Linked DNA regions of Mus musculus: regions 2 and 3 are each linked to region 1. Evidence: chromatin contacts called from public promoter capture Hi-C data. All regions are on one chromosome and are shown on one strand. Each heading gives the region's core, a stretch centred on a gene start, on an enhancer-like site or on the middle of the called end of the contact. The rest is flanking DNA. Distances are from core to core; before and after follow the strand shown. Region 1 holds the start of Cdc34 (cell division cycle 34). Region 2 holds the start of D10Wsu102e (DNA segment, Chr 10, Wayne State University 102, expressed). Region 3 holds the start of Gstt2 (glutathione S-transferase, theta 2).

The links. Promoter capture Hi-C pulls out the DNA fragments that hold promoters and counts their contacts.
Region 2: a contact with region 1 is called in a promoter capture Hi-C map of pre-B cells, with 5 times the contacts expected there. The contact joins the promoter of D10Wsu102e here to the promoter of Cdc34 in region 1. A contact is called at or near these places in 2 of 39 promoter capture datasets (liver and pre-B cells).
Region 3: a promoter capture Hi-C map of pre-B cells shows a contact between it and region 1, with 2.4 times the contacts expected there. The contact joins the promoter of Gstt2 here to the promoter of Cdc34 in region 1. A contact is called at or near these places in 1 of 39 promoter capture datasets (pre-B cells) and 1 of 484 Hi-C or Micro-C datasets (B cells).

The regions. Positions count from the first base shown.
Region 1 is chr10:79,680,791-79,683,942 of GRCm38.p6, forward strand. It overlaps Cdc34 (cell division cycle 34), which reads left to right and starts at 1,405. Exons shown (of 5, transcript NM_177613.2): 1 at 1,405-1,800. The coding sequence starts at 1,624.
Region 2 is chr10:83,358,832-83,362,217 of GRCm38.p6, forward strand. It overlaps D10Wsu102e (DNA segment, Chr 10, Wayne State University 102, expressed), which reads left to right and starts at 1,390. Exons shown (of 4, transcript NM_026579.3): 1 at 1,390-1,542; 2 at 3,216-3,302. The coding sequence starts at 1,428.
Region 3 is chr10:75,833,173-75,836,261 of GRCm38.p6, forward strand. It overlaps Gstt2 (glutathione S-transferase, theta 2), which reads right to left and starts at 1,709. Exons shown (of 5, transcript NM_010361.2): 1 at 1,003-1,709; 2 at 480-567. The coding sequence starts at 1,114.

The sequences.
Region 1 (3,152 bases), core at 155-2,654:
TTGAAGCCCAGGTGCAGGCTCGCCTGGGAGTAGGGAGAAGTATGTTCCACCTGAAGGGAGGGGCACCCTGTCCGTTTATACATCAAGGGCTTCCTAAGTGCAGGCTGTGGGAGTGGTCATCTCAGACACACAGGAAAACCTGAGCTACTTGCTATGTGCTGACAACTAGGTGACAGTGTAAGATGGGCAGTGTGACATGCACAACAGGGGCAGATACTTCTGGAAGTCCTTGGAAAAGAGCGTGACCAGAAAGACTTCTAGCCCAAGAGTCTAGGGCTCCCAGGGGGAGGACAGCCAAGGTAGTGCCACACATGAAGTGGCATTGGACCCTGGGCTCTTCCCTGGTCATATCAACCAGCCCCACCTTTGACACCGTTTCCCTGTCCCCAAACAGGTCTACCTGCTATCCCCGACATGACAGGATGTCGGAGCACCTGTGGTGGGAGCTGCCCTTTCCCAGCCCCAAGTGTTGATGCAGCTGTAGTCCTCCAGAACGCCCACAGTCAGGGTGAGTGGCCAGTACAGCCTAGGGACAGAACCACCCACCCCTAAAGGTCACGGGTACACCACACACACACCCTGCTGCAAAGCTTAAATATGCTGCCACCACCAATACTAATGACCAAATGTCCAAGAAAGGAGTTATGGGTGTCTGTGCTGAACAACCTCAAGGTCTTTGCGTGTCTGTTCCGGATCCTGTAAACTTTTGGGTTATGCCTCACCACTGCTTTCTGGTCGATTTAAGCAAGACTAGGGTGTGGTCAAAGGTCAGTCTGAAGGGGTTCAGACTCCACCTCCTGGAAGCCACGTCTGCAAACCCCAAGTCGTTGATTCCCTGCGCTTCTACCTGAGCCCATAGAGACCAAATGGGGCCATCTAACGCTTCATGCTGGGAAACAGGGGCGGATCCTGCTCCGCTCCCGCACAAGCCACGCCCAATTCCCCACCCACAACCACGCCCCCTGAACGTCACAAAAAAAGGCCCCCAAAGCCGCAGCTGCCACTCCGCAGCGCGCAGCCCGGCCCTGCCGGCCACCCCGCACACAGGCATCCGCGGAGCTCTTCCGGCCGGAGGCGACGGCGGCCTCCGGAGCTTCGGAAACGCAAGGCGCCTGCGCGGCAGGGCGGGGGACGACGACTACACTTCCCGGTGTGCCCCGCGGGCGGGCGCGCAGACACATTCCGGACCCGGTGGAGGCGTCGCACAGGCGCATTCTAGACCCGGCAGTGGCGCGCAGGTGCATTTCCGGCCCGGCAGCAGCGGCGCGCAGCCGCACTCTAGGCCCGGGTGTGGCACGCAAGCGCTTTCGGGGCCCGAAGGAGGCACGCAGGCGCATTCGGGGTCGGGAGCCGGTGCGCAGGCGCATTCGAGGCCCGGCGGCTGCGGCGCGCAGGCGCGTTAGGCGCGGGCCGGGCCGGGCCGAAGCGAGCGCCGGGCGGGCAGCGGCGCCAGAGCGAGTGGAGCCTTCGGGGTCCCCGGGTGGCGGCGGCGGCGGCGGTGCAGAGGAGGAAGGCGGCGGCTCTCCCCCTGCCGGCGCGCGACCCGGTCCGTCTCGCGAGCTCGCGCCGGTCCCGCGGCCCGGCCCGGCCCCGGGCCCCTCCGTCGCCGCCGCCGCCACCGCCATGGCCCGGCCGCTGGTGCCAAGCTCGCAGAAGGCGCTGCTGCTGGAACTGAAGGGGCTGCAGGAGGAGCCGGTGGAGGGCTTCCGGGTGACGCTGGTGGACGAGGGTGACCTGTACAACTGGGAGGTGGCCATCTTCGGGCCCCCCAACACCTACTATGAGGGCGGCTACTTCAAGGTGAGCAGAGCCTCAGTTTCCTCTTTGTGCCTGCCTCTCTCCCAGGCTCCTCGTGCAAAGCGGCTCCTCCCTTTTTTGTTGGGCACGTGCTGACCTTACCCCGGGGACTGGTCTCCCTAAGCTGTCCTCCAACAGGCTACAGGATCAGGGACTGCTAATGTATGCCGCATGCCCAGGCAACTCCCCACCACGAGACGCAGGGGCCTCTAGAGCCTGCTGCTGGTCAGCGTGTTCCCAGGTTGTCCTACACTGGACTAAACTTGTACCTGGGAAAGGATCTTTCCCTGTTGTCCCCACCCTTCCATAATGCTTCTGGTAAAGGGTCTCTCCGGGGACAGTTGTTTTCCTTCTTGTCCCGTCCCCCTCTCAACCCCCCCCCTCCGGTTAGTTCCCCCTACCCCAAGACACAGAAGCCTCTGGAGCCCCCTGCTGGCAAGCATTTTCCCAGGTTGTTCCTCACCCTACCAGCATGTGGTAAAACCTGGAAAGGTTCTTAGGTTGTCCCAAGACATAAAGGACCACGGGCAGCTGCTAGCTGGTATCCCAAGGCCCTGCCCCCTACGCTGGAACACAGAACCAGGGCAGCCGCTGGCCGATGTGTCCCCAGAGAAGGGACGTGTAGCCTGGACAGCCACCTGCTCCAGTTCCAGTAGAGGCCCTGATAGGGCCTTGGCAGCCTTGCCTGCTTGGACAACAGCCACCTTTAGCCCTAGCCAGGCTTTATGTAATGCATTCCAAGGGGGCAGTGGGGGGTCCACCCTGAATCTTGGAGCCACACCCTGGGTTCCTTCTTTGGGCCCTGGACCCTAGAGCTCTGTGTTTGCCCCACCCTGACAGCCTTTCTCAGGTTCCACTGAACAGGTGGCTTCTTAGGGGCCTGATTTTTCCTTCTAGATAGTGTCGTCTGCCCTCTGGTGGCTTCACGCTCAATGCACCAGATGTTCTTGTGGTTGGGAGCAGGGAACACTGGGAAGCCTCCAACACTGGAAATGTGTGGCCAGCTATAGGTACCCCCATCAGCACAGTTAGATCATCCTGCTTACTGGGGGCTAGAATAACTAGCAGAATCACAGAATCTCATGCTAGGGCCAAAAGGGACAAGATGAGGACCGGGTGGATGCACAAATCCCAGCCAATCTAGGGTCCCTAGTGTAGGGCCATGGTAGATATTTGTTTGTGTGTCTTCTTCCTTGCCTCCCACCTGGATGTGGTCTGAATTAAGAAATATCTGGATGCTCTTAGCACCTTGTCTCCTGTATTTGCTGGGAGGGGCAGTGGGAACTGCCAGGAGGACAAGTTCTGTTCAGAGCAGGGTCACCTGACCTGTTCCTCATCTGTAAAGGGATTGTGGG
Region 2 (3,386 bases), core at 140-2,639, 3.7 Mb after region 1:
GGGAGGAGTGGGTCAGCTGCATGTAGTTAACTAGTGCATACCAGGCAATTAGTTATATATTTTTAAAACTTACACACCTTGATTTAGATAATAGCAATTCCTCTGCTCTCTACCAGTTAACAGACAATTAGGAAAACATGTAGACTTGGGACAGGTGTTCGTTCCTAGGTCTGGGAACATGAACTTGCTTGACCCTGCCAGCAAGATGGAGAAGTTGTCCCTGAGATGGCTGGACTCAGATAACTGTCTCCTTACACATTGTCCCTGAGGAGATGCGTTCACACAGACAACTGTTTACAACAGAAGCTGTTCTGATATAGGGAAGTCCCCAGCTTCCCTAGAGACTGGGACCGTGAATTAAGTTTCTCCCTATGATTAAATGGGAGTCTGGAAATGAAATGGTAGCACTTGGAATACGTTTCTTTCGCTTGTTCTCAACAAAACCATGAGCATTGGGTCCCAGGGGCAGGAAGAGGGGAGGAATGGGGTTTGTCATTCAGGGGTTTTGTTTCAGCTTTTTAGAAATGAAGGATTTGTTTTTCTGTAGGAGACCAAACTCAGTGCCTCACTCACAGCTCTACCTTTTAACTACCACCTGGAACAACCTTTTAGGATTTTGACATGACAGTGTTCCAAAGGCATGCTGTATATATAGCAACGTAAACAGCATTCTTAACACTTCTGGGTTTTGTGTTTACAGTTAAATAGTAAACTAAGCTGGGGTCTGGTCATCCAGACCTGAAATCCAGGCTATTTAGGACCTAGGTGGACTTTGAGTACCAGGTCAACCGGGGTAACTTGGTGAGGCTTTAACAAACAACAAAGTATGGTAATGGGCGGCTGTAGATTTAAGTACACGGAAATGGAAGCTGGAAAATGGTGATTTTGAAGTCAACCTGGGCCAGCCAGGATGACAAAAAATAAAATATAGAAAATGAAAAGAAACTGGGTGTGGTGGCTCCCACCTCTATGGCATCTGGAAGACTAAAGCAGGATTGCTACAAACTGAAGACCACAGAAACCTCCCCAAACAACAACAAAAATGGAAATAACGACAAAGGCCTCGCACCACCTTCTTCATGCTTGCATTTGCTTAGCTTGACCAAGCCGGGTTGATTCTTTTCTAACAACAATAAAGGAGGAGACTAGGGCTAGACTTGGGCTGGGGTAGACTAGGCGCCTGACACGTGCATCCGCAGCGCTCCGCCCACGCAGTGTGGTGCCTTGTTCCCATCCTCCACCCCGCCTCGGCCCCACCCCCGCTTCCGGTTCCCGTGGGTCTGAACTTCATCTCTAGGCGCGAGCTCTGGCCACGCACCCGTAAGTCACCGCCCACCTCCTAGTTTCGGCCAATTGCTGCCTTGACCCCGCCCCTTCCCCGTGCCTTCCTATATCCGGGCTTCTTTCAGTGGCGCTGGGTTGGAAGCATGGAGTTCCAGGGCGAGCGCGGGACCGGTCCTGGTGTTTCTTCGTCTTCTGTAGCCTGCTCGCAGGTCACGGTGTCCAGGGAGCTGCTGACGGCGGGGAGCGAGGGTTCGGGAGGTGAGCGACGGTGGAGAGCGGGGTGGGTTGGAGGGACACGGAACGCTGCTGGGTCAGGGACACTGCGGGACCCGGGAACGCTACTGGAGACACTGCAGGAGGTTGGGGATGCTACCGGGGACCGGGCACGCTGCGGGGTTCTGGGACACTGAGGCGCCCGAGACGCGGCAGGGCCGGGGAAGCCAAGGAGCTCGAGACGCTGTGGGGAGTCGGGGGTCCGGGTTATTGCGGGGCCGCGGACGCCGAGGAGCCAGAGACCCTGCGATGGCTAGGGATGCCGGGGAGCCTGGAACGCTGCGGGGGTATGGGACACCGAGAGAGTCCGAGACGCTGCGGAGGTCGGAGATACCGCGGAGTCTGGGACGCTAATTGGGAGGGGATGCCACGGAGCCCGAGACGCTGCCGGGGTCTGTCCGGGGTACGACTAGGCCAGCCCGGCGCTGGGCGGTGGTGGTTCTTTTTTTTTTTTTCCTCTACCTGCCAAGCCGGTCCAGGCCAGGTGGTCCTTGTAGAGTTCATTAGGAACCGCCCAGCCTGGCAGCATTTGGAGAGGCAGAGGCAGGCGTATTTTTGAGTTCGAGGCCAGCCTGGTCTACAAAGTGAGTTCCAGGACAGCCAGGGCTACAGAGAAACCCTGTCTCGAATAAACAAAGAACAAAATACAAAAAAAAAAAAAAAAAAAAAAAAAGTGGGCAAAGGCTTGAGTCTTCAGTGTTTGTTGCTTGGACTGGGCAGTTGGTTTGTTTGGAAAGGTGCAACTCGGAATAATTAATTTTTTAAATTGAGCACCTTCTAGGTAGGAGAGCTAGGCAAGTATATTCTACAAAAAAAAAAAAGCCCAGTCTGACTTGCCCAAGTCTACATAACCGTTTCTGGTTCTCTGTATTATGTACCTCTGGTATGTGGAGGGGGCTATTCTCTCTTCCTACTATGTGGGGAGTGAATAGCGCTTCCAATTTGGGAGGCAAGCACTGTGTCCATAAAACCCTCTTTTTGGGCCCTATTTCTGACTTCTGACTTACCTTTTGTGTGTGTGTGTGTGTGTGTGTGTGTGTGTTTCAAGACAGTGATTCTCTGTGTTGCCCTGATTGTTCTGAAACTTACTCTGTAGATCAGGCAAGCCTCGAACTCTTGCCTGTGCCTCTTAAGTGTTGGGATTAAAGCATATCTGAATTTCTTAACTAAAATCAAAGACTCATTGCAGGTCTACATTTTGCTAACTGTGCTGTTTAAAGTTGTGCGTTGTGCATCCCTGTTGCCTTAAGAGGTCACAAAGTGTCGAATGCTCTGGTACTGGAATTATAGTCCAGTTGAGCCCCCATGTGGGTGCTAGGAATCAAACAAGAGCAGCTAGTGCTTGAGACATAGCCTTGGCTGGCCTGGAGCACAGAGATCCACTTGCCTGTCTTTTGAGTGTGCCCTGCCATGCCTAGTCCCCCTCCCTGTTTGTCAATGTGTATTTATTAGATCAGTACTAGAGGTTGGGGAGATAGACGTACAGACAGGAGTGTTGGCTCCTCCTCTGTCAGAGTTAGGGGTGGTTCAGACTTCAGGCTGTGCTGATGGGCCCGGCTCTCACAGTTCTTTGGTGTAGAGGCTCATCTCATTTCTGAGTTGCACTTGTTGCTCAGGGCTGTTTTATGCCATGAATTGTTTTGTGTGTGTGGTTTCAGGTATCTGGGACCAGTTGCTCATCAGCTCTAAGCCTCATCCCAGAAAGACCTCTACACTTCAAACAGTTCGGATGCAGAGGAGCCCTTGTAAGTACCTAGTTTCTACTCTAGAGGGCACTCCCCCAATTGAGGCTAGTTAATCCATTATTTGATGGGGACAGTCTGTCTTCA
Region 3 (3,089 bases), core at 459-2,958, 3.8 Mb before region 1:
TTGTTGTTTTGTTTTGTTTTTTAGCTCTCTGACACTAGACTCTAATGGGAGAACCAAACAGTCTGTGAGCCCTGACCCTTTCATTGGTCTCCGGGGCCAAGCTTTGGCGGATTAAACAGGACATCTAGGAAGTTAGGAGAAGCCCTTCCTAGTCCTTTGTTGAATCTACATTTTTTTTTCCCTAACCCTTGACAATCGTCCCCTTGTCGCCTTCCAATACCCCTCAATCAGGATAGGGAGGCCTGGAGGGGGAGGGGGGGAGTCCAGCAGATGAAACAGGACAGAAGCAAGGGACATGCTGGATCAGCCCTCTAGTCTTCCAGGACCCCTTCCCACAGAGTCTGCTCTAGCCAGGCCCCCTCACAGCCTAGGGTCGGAGTCGGCCAGGGCCCCGCCCCGCACCCCACTCCAACGGAAGTGGGGCGGCCAAAGGGAGCCGGAGGAGGTAGTGAGGGCTCTGGGTATATTTACAGCTGCACCTTTCGGTCAACACGAAGCTTCCGTCTTTGAGTACAGGAACTTTGTTTAAGCAGTTCACCTGGGAGAATTGCTCGCTCATGTGCTGCCCTGGGAAGGAAGAAGCCAGAAAATGCGTGCAAGGACTCAAGCAGTATTCCTATTTTCCCCTTTCTCTTTGCAACCAGAGCAAGGTCGAAACGGCCAAAATCCGGATGGGCCGGGAACCAGAGGCACAGAGGTGGCTCAGCTATGTGTCTCTTCCCTGCAAAGTCTCCGGAATTTTGTGAATCTAAACACTGCGTGCCTTCAAAGCAGAAACTGTAGGAATCTTTCATTTTTCTCCCCACGTCCCAGGACAAAAAGTCTCTCTTGTCAGAGCGGAAGTTACGTTTAAAGAGGGCTCTGAACTGACTAAGACCACTCCAAAGAGAGCAGAGCATTCCTTGGTGGACGGCGCTGGGGGTGGGGGGGGTCAGATGATGGGGAGATTGTACCCAGGCAGAATGTGAAGGACTGACATGGTCTAGGGGTAAATGTGCCAACCTTTGAGTATATCCACGGTACGCGTCTGGAAGGGGATGCCATTCTTCTTGGCGAAGATGTAGACAGCGCGGCTGGGTTGTGACAGCAGGTCCAGGTAGAGCTCCAAGCCCATTGCCGGTAGCGACACAAGATGGTGTGCCGACTGCGTTCGATAACAGCAAGCTGGGGTCCAGCACAGCCTCAGTTGGCCAAGCCAAACGATTTCCTCCTCTGGATAGCTGACACCTGCTGATCTTGGGGAGGGAGACGCTTTGGAGGACTTTATACCAAAAGCAGGGCTGAGGTGCGCGCGCACTCAGACTGACTTATGCGATTTGCTCCAGCGGACCGTGGAGCCAGGAATCCAGCCCAGGACCTTAGTCTCACCCGGACGCGGAAATGGCCTAGCTGGGCTTTCGTGGACCCAACTCAGAGTTCTGTGGACGTAGTCGTTTGCGGGGAACTAGACCGCTCAGCTCCTAGCTCTCAGTTACTGCAGGAGGGGATCTTAGAGGCTGATCGCTGATCCTTCTTTAACGGGTGAAGCTTGTTGCAGGCTGCTAGAAACTTTGCCTTAAGGAAGAACTGTGGTTGGTCCAGCTGCCCCGTGCAAAACAGGTCGTCTAAGAACACTGGACCTCCCCAGATCTGTGAGGCTGGGCAGCAAAGCTTGAAGGAGTCACAGGACCACCTCTCTCGCCCGCCTCCAACACTCTCCACGGTAGCATCTTCCGATGGGGAAAAGAGGTGCCCATTATCACTGGCTTTATCTGAATCTTTTAGAGTAGCTATAGCCCGTGGGCCATATCGGGCACCAGAATGTTTCCCTGGGCGTTTTTCTTTTTTTCTTTTTTCTTTCTTTCTTTCTTTCTTTTTTTTTTTTTTTTTTTTTTTTTTTTGACATTGAGGGGTAGGGGTCTTGCTATAGCACAGGCTGGCCTCAAACCCTTCTGCTCCATTGATTCTCCTGTCTTAGTTTCCTGAATGTCTGGGACTCCCAGGTGAGACCTATCCTGCCTGGCTTTCCAGGGAATTTATGTTTGTTTGATTCATTTGGTTGGCTATTTTTTGTTTTGTTTTGTTTTGTTTTGTTTGAAACAGGGACTCATATAGTCCAGGTTGGCCTCAAATTCGACTTCATTTTCCAAGTGCTTAGGACTACAGGCATTTGCCATAGAACCAGTCTTACCCTGTGAGTTGATAGCTAGGAGCTGTGGTAGCCAGTAGGCTCAAACCGAGCTCTCTCAAGTGGCCCCTCCCCTCGCCCCTCCCACCGCCAGAACCGTCTGAAGCCAAATTGCCCTTTTACCTAAATAAGCTGGTGTTGTTTTTTGAGGAAAAGGATTCTGAAAAACACAAAGCTGTCCCCAGAGGAGCTTCTTCTGCAGCCCTGCACCGCACGTGGCTCTGCTCGTGCAAATTCGGTAGGGAGAGCATGTGATCCAAGATGACTGTACCCACCCAAGCCCTCTGATGTGATTGGCCCCTAGAAGTCTCCTGGCCTTGTTTATTTCACGTGCTTCCCCTAGGTCAGACATCCTCTCTCACGGGATCAGATATGGCTCTTGAATGGATGGACCCCTGAATCCCGCCCCGAAACACCCCCCCCCCCCCCCCCCCGGCTTTCACCCTGCAGACTCAGGTACCTGCTTCGCTACTCTCCGGAGAGTCCCCTCCCACACTGGCAAGGAACTGGTTTGGCTGCCTCACTCCCCTCTTCCATCTCATCCTCTCTTCCGGCTTCTTAACCCCTCCCCCCCCCCAAAAAAAGGGCTTCCTTGAATCTTGACAAAAATACCCCTTTTTTTTTTTTTTTTTTTTTGCTACCCTCCCTTTTTGACTGGTAATAGTTTTCATCTTGATTGTCAGATACCTAAAGCCAGAGTGAGTGGTAGTTTGAATGAGAAATGCCCGCCCCCGCCCCACCTCCCCACAGCCCATAGTTTCCTGCGTTTGAACCTAGTGTATGAACAGACCCCAGCTGGTGGTCTGTTTTGTGTGGGTTATGTAGCTTTTAGGTTGTGGCACCTTGCTTGCTACAGGAAGTATGTTGCTCATGGCAGTGGGGTTTGGCAGTTTATACCCTGGGCCACCTAGGGGGAGCCTAT